2 separate regions of the Mus musculus genome follow, and region 2 is linked to region 1. Evidence: chromatin contacts called from public Hi-C data. All regions are on one chromosome and are shown on one strand. The core of a region is the stretch at or near the end of the contact, and the rest is flanking DNA. Distances in the headings are between cores, read along the strand shown. Region 1 has its middle 31 kb from the start of Gm51759. Region 2 has its middle 70 kb from the start of Gm51759.

Region 1 (4,415 bases), core at 890-3,389:
CTGGGTTGTTAAGTTTTCAAGCTCGAGGGACCAATAAAGCCTTCAACAGTGATGAGCTCAGTCCATGTTTGCACACACACGGAACACCCTTAAGCTACACGTGGCTATTAAGCACTTGAAGCACGGTGTGTAGAAGTAAGAAATTAAAATCTTAATTTGTTTCCAATTATATTTAGCTTAAACTTTGGCAGCCACCTGGGGCTAGTGGCTCCTGAATTGGACAGCTATCTGTGGAAGCTACATAATGGTGTGACACATGTCTCTAGGTGTATTCATTCACTTGGCAAAAGCTGAGCACTTGACACCTGTCACCTCTCTTCCTGGTGCTGAGGAAATAATGGTGCACTACAACACACCAAGCGTCTATCATAGAACATGCACCCAGTACCCGGCACTAAGTGTCCAGGTAGGGATTTGCATCATGTTGATGGCTCCACACTCAGTTGAGTTTTGGACATTGGAAGTCACGCTAATAGCTGAAGTATATATACTCTTACAAAGAGATAAGACTTTCTGCTGTTAAAATGGGAACTATATCATATTCTCCAGACTAATGTGGGCCCTCTCAGTCTGCCCCAGTATAAATGTGCATGTCTTTCTATAGGCCTAAGGGGAAAGAGCTGAGACTGAACTCCAAGAAGGATTTAGATAGCTATGCCTCTGAGTCTTGCAGGGTGCACACCTGGATGTTCCTATGTGGATATCTATTGTTTTAGGTGTGACAGATGGTATTTACTTCTGTTAGTTCTCATCAAGCGGGTATCAAAGTTAGCATTTCCCTGACCAGAAAAGCACTGAAAGAAAAGAAACACAAGTTGTATAGTATGACAGGCTGAGGTTCAAATCCAGCTTGGTCTGACTCTAGAACCATCCATTCTGTAACATGTTTCTTTGATGTTGATTTGTACCCGCAAGCAAGGAACAAAGGAGGTTCCTCATTTATTAATTCACCCCTCCATTCAAACATGCTTACTGACTCTATCATGTGTTCCACTTAAAGGGTAAGTAGACAGTATGGGATGGGGACAAGAGACGGCAAGGATGGCATCACAGGCTTTCGTAAGGGAATCTTGTTGTAAAGTGCTCATGGGTATGAGGCAAGGTGCCAGGGAGGAGCAAGGTTTCTAAGGATGGGAAGATAGTTGCCAGGCGTGGCAGTACATAAACAAGCCAAGCAGCCCAGGGAAGCCCCTAGAATGATCACATAACAAGAGAACAGAACATGCCGGCTGTGGGGCATAATAAGACAAATTTTATCTGGAAGTTAAGCTTGAGATGAGAGGTTCTTTAACTGTGAATTCTTCCTATCTCTTTAAATCAGCTATGCCTGGTACGTACAGTTGCACTTGATTCCTGTGCAAATTTATGCAAGTTGCATGTATAATTTTAGTTATAAATCCAATATCAATATAAGGAATATGAATGCAAAAATAAAGTTTATACCTATACCTATTAAATTAATTTATTGGAAAGACATAATAAGAAGAGCTAGTTAGAAAATTGCCATTGAATTATCTGTTATACATATAGAATATATGAATAAAAGTCAAAGTGAAACTGATTCTGCCCAGCAAAGTTTCTGACTGTCTGCACACCACTTTAAATAGAGTATGGCTGGAACTTAGGGGTTTGGACAGCTGGACTTCAGCTCCCTGACTGCCTGGCTGAGTCTCCAGTCACAGACTCCACCAGAAGGGAAAGCTAGTACAGATATGTGTGTGGAGCGAGATGGTAATTATATGTTGAAGTTAAAAGGCTTTAAGTGTTATGTATCAATTTTTATATTTATTTTGCTTTTTAGGCTAACCAGCCATTAGCTCACCTTCCACTGTTGAGATGACTTTTCCCGTTCTCTCAAGAGTCTCTACAGGACAGCAGAAGCTACTAACAACAAAGTAGTCACCAAGCAAAGGAAACGTGCATAGTCATTTGTTTCCCTCTCAAGATTTGGGGCCAGTCTAAATAGATTTCATCTATAAAAATAACATCTCTGTCTTACCTTTTGGACAATAACAGTAACCAAACAAAAGTAAAAATTGGAAGGGAAATTCCATCATGAAAGCTTACTAGCAGTTTTATCCTTCGCCAGCCTAGGACTCTGTGTTAATCATCTCCCCAGGCTGGAGATGGGGAGGGGAGATTAACCAGCTGCACCTTAATTTTAAAATGAAATCATTGCCACAGAAACCTCCTTTTTACATTCCTTAACCATGAGCGAGGCCTCAAAATTAAAACAACTATTCTGAAGCCGACCAGTTACCATAAACACCAATATAAACAATGCCGCGGCGAGGGGAAGGATGGCAAGAATGAGCAGGAACGTCATTCCGGAATGCTAATTTATTGATTTCCAAATTTACACCAAGAATGCTCCCTCGAGCCCTTCCTCCCCCCACTCTGAGACATCTGACATTTTGGGTCTGGACATTCACACGAAGCCAACTGGCATCCTTTCTTTTTCAGCATAACTTCACAAACTCACCCCTGGTTATTTCCCTGGTTGTTTTAAATCAACTGGCAGAAATCTCTCCAGGAGAGAGATATTGAAGACCATAGGATAAGGTCACAGCTTTGCCTTCCAAAGCTTTCCTTTTGATCTCTTTCCCCTCAAATGTGGCCTGCTTCCGGATGTTTGGGCCTACAGTTCTAGAGATGTACATGATAAAGTGGCCAGTAGAGTCCAAGAAGCTCTTGAGAATATTCATAAGGTGTGAAACATTGCTCTCTCGGAGGCCTATGTTCTTTGGAATAGCACATAAGGCCATTGCCCTTGATTCTACTGGATATTATTTCTTTGCTTATGTTGGCTACCTAGTAGCTTTTCAAGGGGCATCTCTCTGGTTCTTATCTTTGTGGCCATCTGCCATTTGTTGATAACTGGAGAACACACCTTTGGCTATTTTTTTTTTAAATATCAATCTACCTTAAACGTTTTCTTTTAATTTTAGCTAAAACTTCCTGATGAAACTTGAGCCTGCCCACTGCATTCCCCACCCCACTCTCCTACCTTTGAAAATGTGCTTCATGATCTTGAGCTGACAAACACCAATATTTATTTCCCAGGTTTTGACTTTACACTGTGCATGCTTAGGAGTATGCTCATTCTTGGAGTGTTGTCCATTAGGAATACGTGTAAGTCCCTGAATGAAATCCTCATTCTTTCTTCGTTCAGGAAAAGCTTTGCTTTGGAGTCTATTCTTATGCTCACCTAACCTGCTTCAGCGAATAATTCTTTTCCCAACATTTACATTATGTTCTGTTATGCTTTTAACTTGATATCTGCCCAGGGATGATAACTGGAAGCATAAGAATGGTCTAGACCATAAGATGAAATAAACTCTTTCCTCTCAAAAGAAGGAGGAGGAGCAAGAGGAGGAGAAGGAGGAGGAGGAGGAGGAGGAGGAGGAGGAGGAGGAGGAGGAGGAGGAGGAGAAGGAGAAGGAGAAGGAGAAGGAGAAGGAGAAGGAGAAGGAGAAGGAGAAGGAGAAGGAGAAGGAGAAGGAGAAGGAGAAGGAGAAGGAGAAGGAGAAGGAGAAGGAGAAGGAGGAGAAGAAGAAGAAGAAGAAGAAGAAGAAGAAGAAGAAGAAGAAGAAGAAGAAGAAGAAGAAGAAGAAGAAGAAGAAGAAGAAGAAGAAGAGGAGGAAGAAGAAGAAGAAGAAGAGGAAGAAGAAGAAAGTCAGGAAAACTACATGTTACTTTGAGACAATCGTCCCAAATACATTTTGTTAAAAAATTATTAAAATCTGTCACAGAAAAAAAATTATGATCCATAATCCAAAAAGTTACTACAACTTAAACAGAAAACCCTTCTTACTCAGGACTGTCATAGCCACGGTTTACAAAAAATACAGCTATTGATTAATGCAATAAGATGCCAATTAGATGTACTTTCCTGAAGTCTTTTTATCTGTTACAGTCTTGTCTTTTTCTTCTCATTATATCAGGTATACATTGCTCTATAAATTATGGTAAATACACTAATAATAATTTTTTAAGAGGCAAATTGTTATGGAAAAAAACAAGCTAAGCAGAACTGAGTAGTGTCCTAGGGCTGGGAGCACCAAGGTAGTAGCAGGAGGCTCTGCTTTCAAATGAAGCTAGTGGTCCACATTTTCAAAGGAAGAACTCAGTAAGAACTGCATGGAGCCTGTGATCGGATGCTGAACAACTCATACACACTGAAAATTCACATAATGCATGGGCTAAGAGGAAGGGAAGGTGCTCCGTATCCTCTCTGAACACTGTAGACATTCAAATAACAATCCATTATCTCTGTTATTGTTTTGTGAATGCAAGAGATATGCTGAGCTTCACAAGCCAAAGCAAAGGAAGATATGTCTCTTTGAGTGGTGACAGATCCTCACCTCCTTCTCACCTGCAGACCTGCATATGCACAAAGTGAGACTAATTTACTG
Region 2 (4,723 bases), core at 510-3,009, 39 kb after region 1:
GGCCTTTCCTTCTAACCACTCTGCATCCCGCTATTCCTACACCTTTACCCCATGAACGTTGGGGAAGTTTTCCAATTCCAAACTGCAGTGTCTTTATTTGTATGGACTTGTCTATACATGTCCCCTAGATAGTTACACACACACGCACATGCACACGCACACACACAGCCTTTTCCTCTTTTCTCTAGTAAATATGAAAAACCAACCAACCAACCAAACAAAGAACAGCAATGACAACCACAAAATGCAGAACACCATAATAGAACAGATGCTGGTAGGGCTGTGGGTGGCACATCAGGTGCCCCTTACTTTTATATCTGCTTACTTTCTCACCACTGCTACATCAAAACACACCAAGCTCAATGGAGCCTCAAAGTTTCTGATCTGAAGGTTTTCCAGGCTATAAGCTGCAAAATTCAAGTCCCACTACAGGAATAACCAATCAAAGTATAGCCTCAGAATAGCTGGTCCATGTGTGATGGAAACTCAAAACTTTTCTTTTGCTCTTTCTCTCTATTGCTTGCCAGGGACCTGTAACAGGCTTACTGGAAACTGTCCCTTGTTCTAAAAAGAAAACCCATCAGGACTCATGAAAGCCACTAGCGTCTGCACAGAGAGGACCAGGGTACCATACAGAGAAGGAAATGACCAGAGGCCAGGGTCAACAACTGGGGAACAGGAGTTGAGGGGAGTCTCTGTCCTCTGGCTGCTTGGCAGGGCCCTGCTTTCCAAGGCCTTGGCCAGGGCAACCCAGTTTATTTTCGGTTAATCTGGGTATGCCCTAATTTATTACTGGAGCCTCAAATTTGCATGTCTACTTTAAGAGACCCTAACAAGTACACATAATAAAATGTTAATTTATGCCTTCTGTGAGGATTGGGATCTAGCGTGGCTTTGACGCAACTGCAAAGCAGAACAAATCTGGAAACTCTGGCAGGCAGGCAGGATGGTGGGGGAGGGACTGCGCGCTTCTCTGGGTTTTAGAAGGGCAGCTGCTGGAGGAGGCTGGGAAAGTATCCTGGCGTTCCCCTCCATGTACAACCCAAGGGGGCTTTCTACAATAGTCCAGGGTGGCCCTTTTGTCTCAGACCCCTGACTAAACACAATATCAAAATATCACCAAGCATAAAGCAGGCCGGTTGGTAAATACTTGGTGGATTGATTCATAATACTGGGAATGTCTTGAGCACAGACATTTCCTTCCGCGGTTCTGGAACTGTCAGGTCTTGCTTAGCTGCTCCTAAGCTCCACGCCCAGCTTCTCTCTGAAGAAAGCAGCCCACGCTTGCATTCGTGCGGCATTTATGGAAGCTGCGAACAGCCACTCCCGCAAAGGATCGCTGGATTCCTCAGACATTACCCAGTGCAGGCTGTCCTGGGAGATCTTTCACATCAGTTGTGATCTCCTCAGGTACCATCCCCATGGCTGACACTCTAGAGCAGTGTTTCTCAATAGTCCCTCCTGTGTGGTTACCCTCAGCCATAAAACTATTTTTGTTGCTACATTATAACCGTAAATTTGCTATGTTATTGATGATAAGGTAAATATTTGTGTTTTCTGATGGTCCCTTGAAACAGTCATTTGACCCTCAAAGAGATGACGACCCACACAGGCTGAGAACCGCTGCTCTAGCGTCTCTTAAACTGGTCCTCTTATTCAGAACCATACTATTTATTTACATCTCCTCATTATACTGACCTTGGGAGGATTTCAGGATTAAAATATACCAGCAGACTTCTGGTAGGTTTATGTAACCAACTTCTGGCGCTCCTGCCAAATCTATGATACCACATTCCTCCAAGAACCACTCCTTTCTCCACAAACGGAACCCCAAGTAAGCAGCCATCACCCAACCACCACGGCCATGGATTGTATCAGGGGCCCTTGGCCCTCATCGGGTGAGCACTATCTTCCTCTTAGGAATTTATAACTAGGTTTAAGAAAGTTGAGTAGACATTAGTATCTGGGTCAGGCATGGAGTTTGGAGGTACAGAGGACATTTGCTAAGAGAATCAAGACAAGCCAGGATATGGAGTAAAAAAAGAAAAATAAAGTAAAATAGAATCTGCATAGATTTGGGTATCCTTCATGCTGCTGGGTTCTGAAGGTGACTCAATATTCTTTCCAATAATTTCCTATTCGTCGACTGGGCTTATTTGACTGGATTTCCGGTACTTGCTTGCAAAGGGACTTTCAAAAGACATTACTTTTTATGATAGAGTTCTGTTGCTGTAATCAGGACTGCATCCCTCACTGAATTGTCGCCCTCTATAGGATTGACTGCCCAACTTCCAGTGGCTTATGACACCAGTATCATAATCCACACTTAGACTCAGGGTGCTCTACAAACTGTTCATCTAACCCAGGTCATTTTCTCTGTCTCTTCCATATAGCCCCGTTTTTTGAGTCAGTCTATCTGTCTCTCTGTCCTTCTCACTCTCTCACCCTCTTCCTCTGCCGCACCTCTGTATTCAGAGGTCATCCTCTAGTGTTATTTCTGGGCAGCTCATCTTGATTTTGTGGTAGGCCAACACTGGACTGGAACGCACAATAGTTAAATCTGGCTGTCTACTGAGCCTCAGCTTCTTGTCCTACTGAGCCTTGTCATCAGTACTGTGACCACAAGTATATATCATGCTGTTCTTTTCACATTGGTCTGGGGACAGAAGTCCTATCTGCATGTTTTCGAGGTGAGCACTTTCCCAACTGAGCTATCTCCCTTGCTCCTGTCCTCCTTGTCTTAGTCAGGGTTTCTATTCCTGCACAAACATCATAACCAAGAAGCACTTGGGGGAGGAAAGTATTTATTCTGCTTACACTTCCATACTGCTGTTCATCACCAAGGAAGTCAGGACTGGAACTCAAGCAGGTCAGAAAGCAGGAGCTGATGCAGAAGCCATGGAGGGATGCTCTTTACTGGCTTCTTCTCCTGGCTTGCTCAGCTTGCTCTCTTATAAAACCCAAGACTACCAGCCCAGAGATGGTCCTACCCACAAGGGGCCTTTCCCCCTTGATCACTAATTGAGAAAATGCCTTACAGTTGGATCTCATGGAGGCATTTCCTCAACTGAAGCTCCTTTCTCTGTGATAACTCCAGCTGTGTCAGGTTGACACAGAACTAGTCAGTGCACTCCTCTTTAGAGCTCTCTAAACCTTATTTCCCTGTGTCACTGCCTGGGTTGGAATGGTCTTTCCTTTCTTCTTGGCCATACATGAGATCTGGATTAGACACTGGAAGCTTTTCAGTTTCATATATGACCACTCTGGAAAAAGCGGGCACAGTTCTTATTAACAGCAGCGAACAATTTGCCTAATGAAAACTGAGTTTAAACTGCTAAAGAAGTGAGAGAGCTAAACTGTGTTCTTGGCTCACTGGGAAGGAGTGTCTTCCTTTCATAAAAACTTTAACATTTCTCAGCACTGAGGGAGGAGCCAAATAGCACCAGTGTTCTCCCAGATGTAAAGGGCATGGTGGGGTCTGTATATAGAGAGAGCATAAAATAACTTATCAGACCCCTACTTTGTGTGTTCAGTGTCAATGGATTACACCCTGAACTGAAGCAAGAATGGCAGAGGAGAAGCCCACTGGATGAATGGTTTTAATACTGTCTGATGACAATAAAGCCAGAGATGCTGGAGTGAGTGGAGAGATGGATCAACAACGTCAAGAGTATTGACTGCTTTGCCAGAGGACCCAGGGTCAATTCCCAGCATCTACTTGGTGAGTCACAACCATCTGTAACTCCAGTTCCAGGGAATCTAAACGCCTCTTCTGACCTCTGTGTGTACCAGGTATATATGCTGTACACAGACATATATGCAGGAAGAACACCCCACATGGTAATTAGTAATAATACTATTAATAAAGCCATAGATGTTGAATATATTTCTGGTGGGAGGCCAGTGGAAATGGGAAACACTGCTGGTGTGCACGACAGGCACTCTCATTTTAGGTCCATGGAACCACGCCATAAAATAGTTCACACAACATTTGTTACAAAAAGAAGCCCAAAGAAATTATTTCTTTCAAATTTTAGGCAAAAGAAACCTAATCTGTACTTTGTGCCAATCACTGTCATGGTGACCCACATTCCTGTGGGACTGGCAGCACATGGTACCTACCCCTGGGCCTTCTCACTTGTACATTGGTCCCTTGCATTTTTTCCCTTATAAGAAGCAGTTTTCAATATCACAGGAGTGGAGAGGGATGCAGCAAGGACAGGAGGGAGGGGCTGAGTTAGAAAGAGTCATCAAAAAGCAAAACAGACAGAGTTGTGTCCTGCAAACACGACATACGGGATTGCAAGACTCTTTTGATGGCCGCGCATATGGAGAAGGGCTCTCACTGCTTACGCTCGCCACTGCATTTCTTCTCCATCCCTTCTGGCTTCCTGTCATCCCTTGCCAAAAGAAATGTTTTTCTGTCATTCTTTGAAATCATTTCAATTCTGTTTTGGAGTGGGCTCCAATTTGTTTTAAGTGCAGGATTTCACACCAATGCGGGAATCAAAACTTTAAAACTTGGGGGTAGAGCCTGAAGAGGAATAAATTCACTCACAGTGATTTTTTTTAAAAGGCCCTCATTGAGATCAAAACGTCTAGGTGTCCGAAGCCTGTTGCAATGCTGAAGATCTCACAGTGACTTCAAAAACTAGTTTGTAAGTCCCTGTCCAGATGTGGCAGTAGTGTTTGTTTGTGTGTGTGTGTGTGTGTGTGTGTGTGT

The links. Hi-C and Micro-C count contacts between places; a contact is called where the count stands out from the background.
Region 2: a contact with region 1 is called in a Hi-C map of uterus, with 3 times the contacts expected there. The contact joins two enhancer-like sites. A contact is called at or near these places in 1 of 15 datasets of contacts at CTCF or cohesin (the NIH/3T3 cell line), 10 of 484 Hi-C or Micro-C datasets (brain, cerebellar granule neurons, cerebellum and 7 more), 2 of 115 datasets of contacts at active chromatin or transcription factors (embryonic fibroblasts and embryonic stem cells) and 1 of 9 other capture datasets (adipose tissue).

What each region holds. Positions count from the first base shown.
Region 1 is chr10:14,156,007-14,160,421 of GRCm38.p6, forward strand. No RefSeq gene overlaps it. Among named protein-coding and RNA genes, the nearest start is that of Gm51759, 31 kb to the left of the region's middle. Within about 2 kb of position 2,140, at least 8 of the 459 cell types and tissues checked have an H3K27ac peak or open chromatin away from gene starts, as enhancers often do. A contact at or near this core is called in uterus, where this site is marked.
Region 2 is chr10:14,195,197-14,199,919 of GRCm38.p6, forward strand. No RefSeq gene overlaps it. Among named protein-coding and RNA genes, the nearest start is that of Gm51759, 70 kb to the left of the region's middle. Within about 2 kb of position 1,760, at least 47 of the 459 cell types and tissues checked have an H3K27ac peak or open chromatin away from gene starts, as enhancers often do. A contact at or near this core is called in uterus, where this site is marked.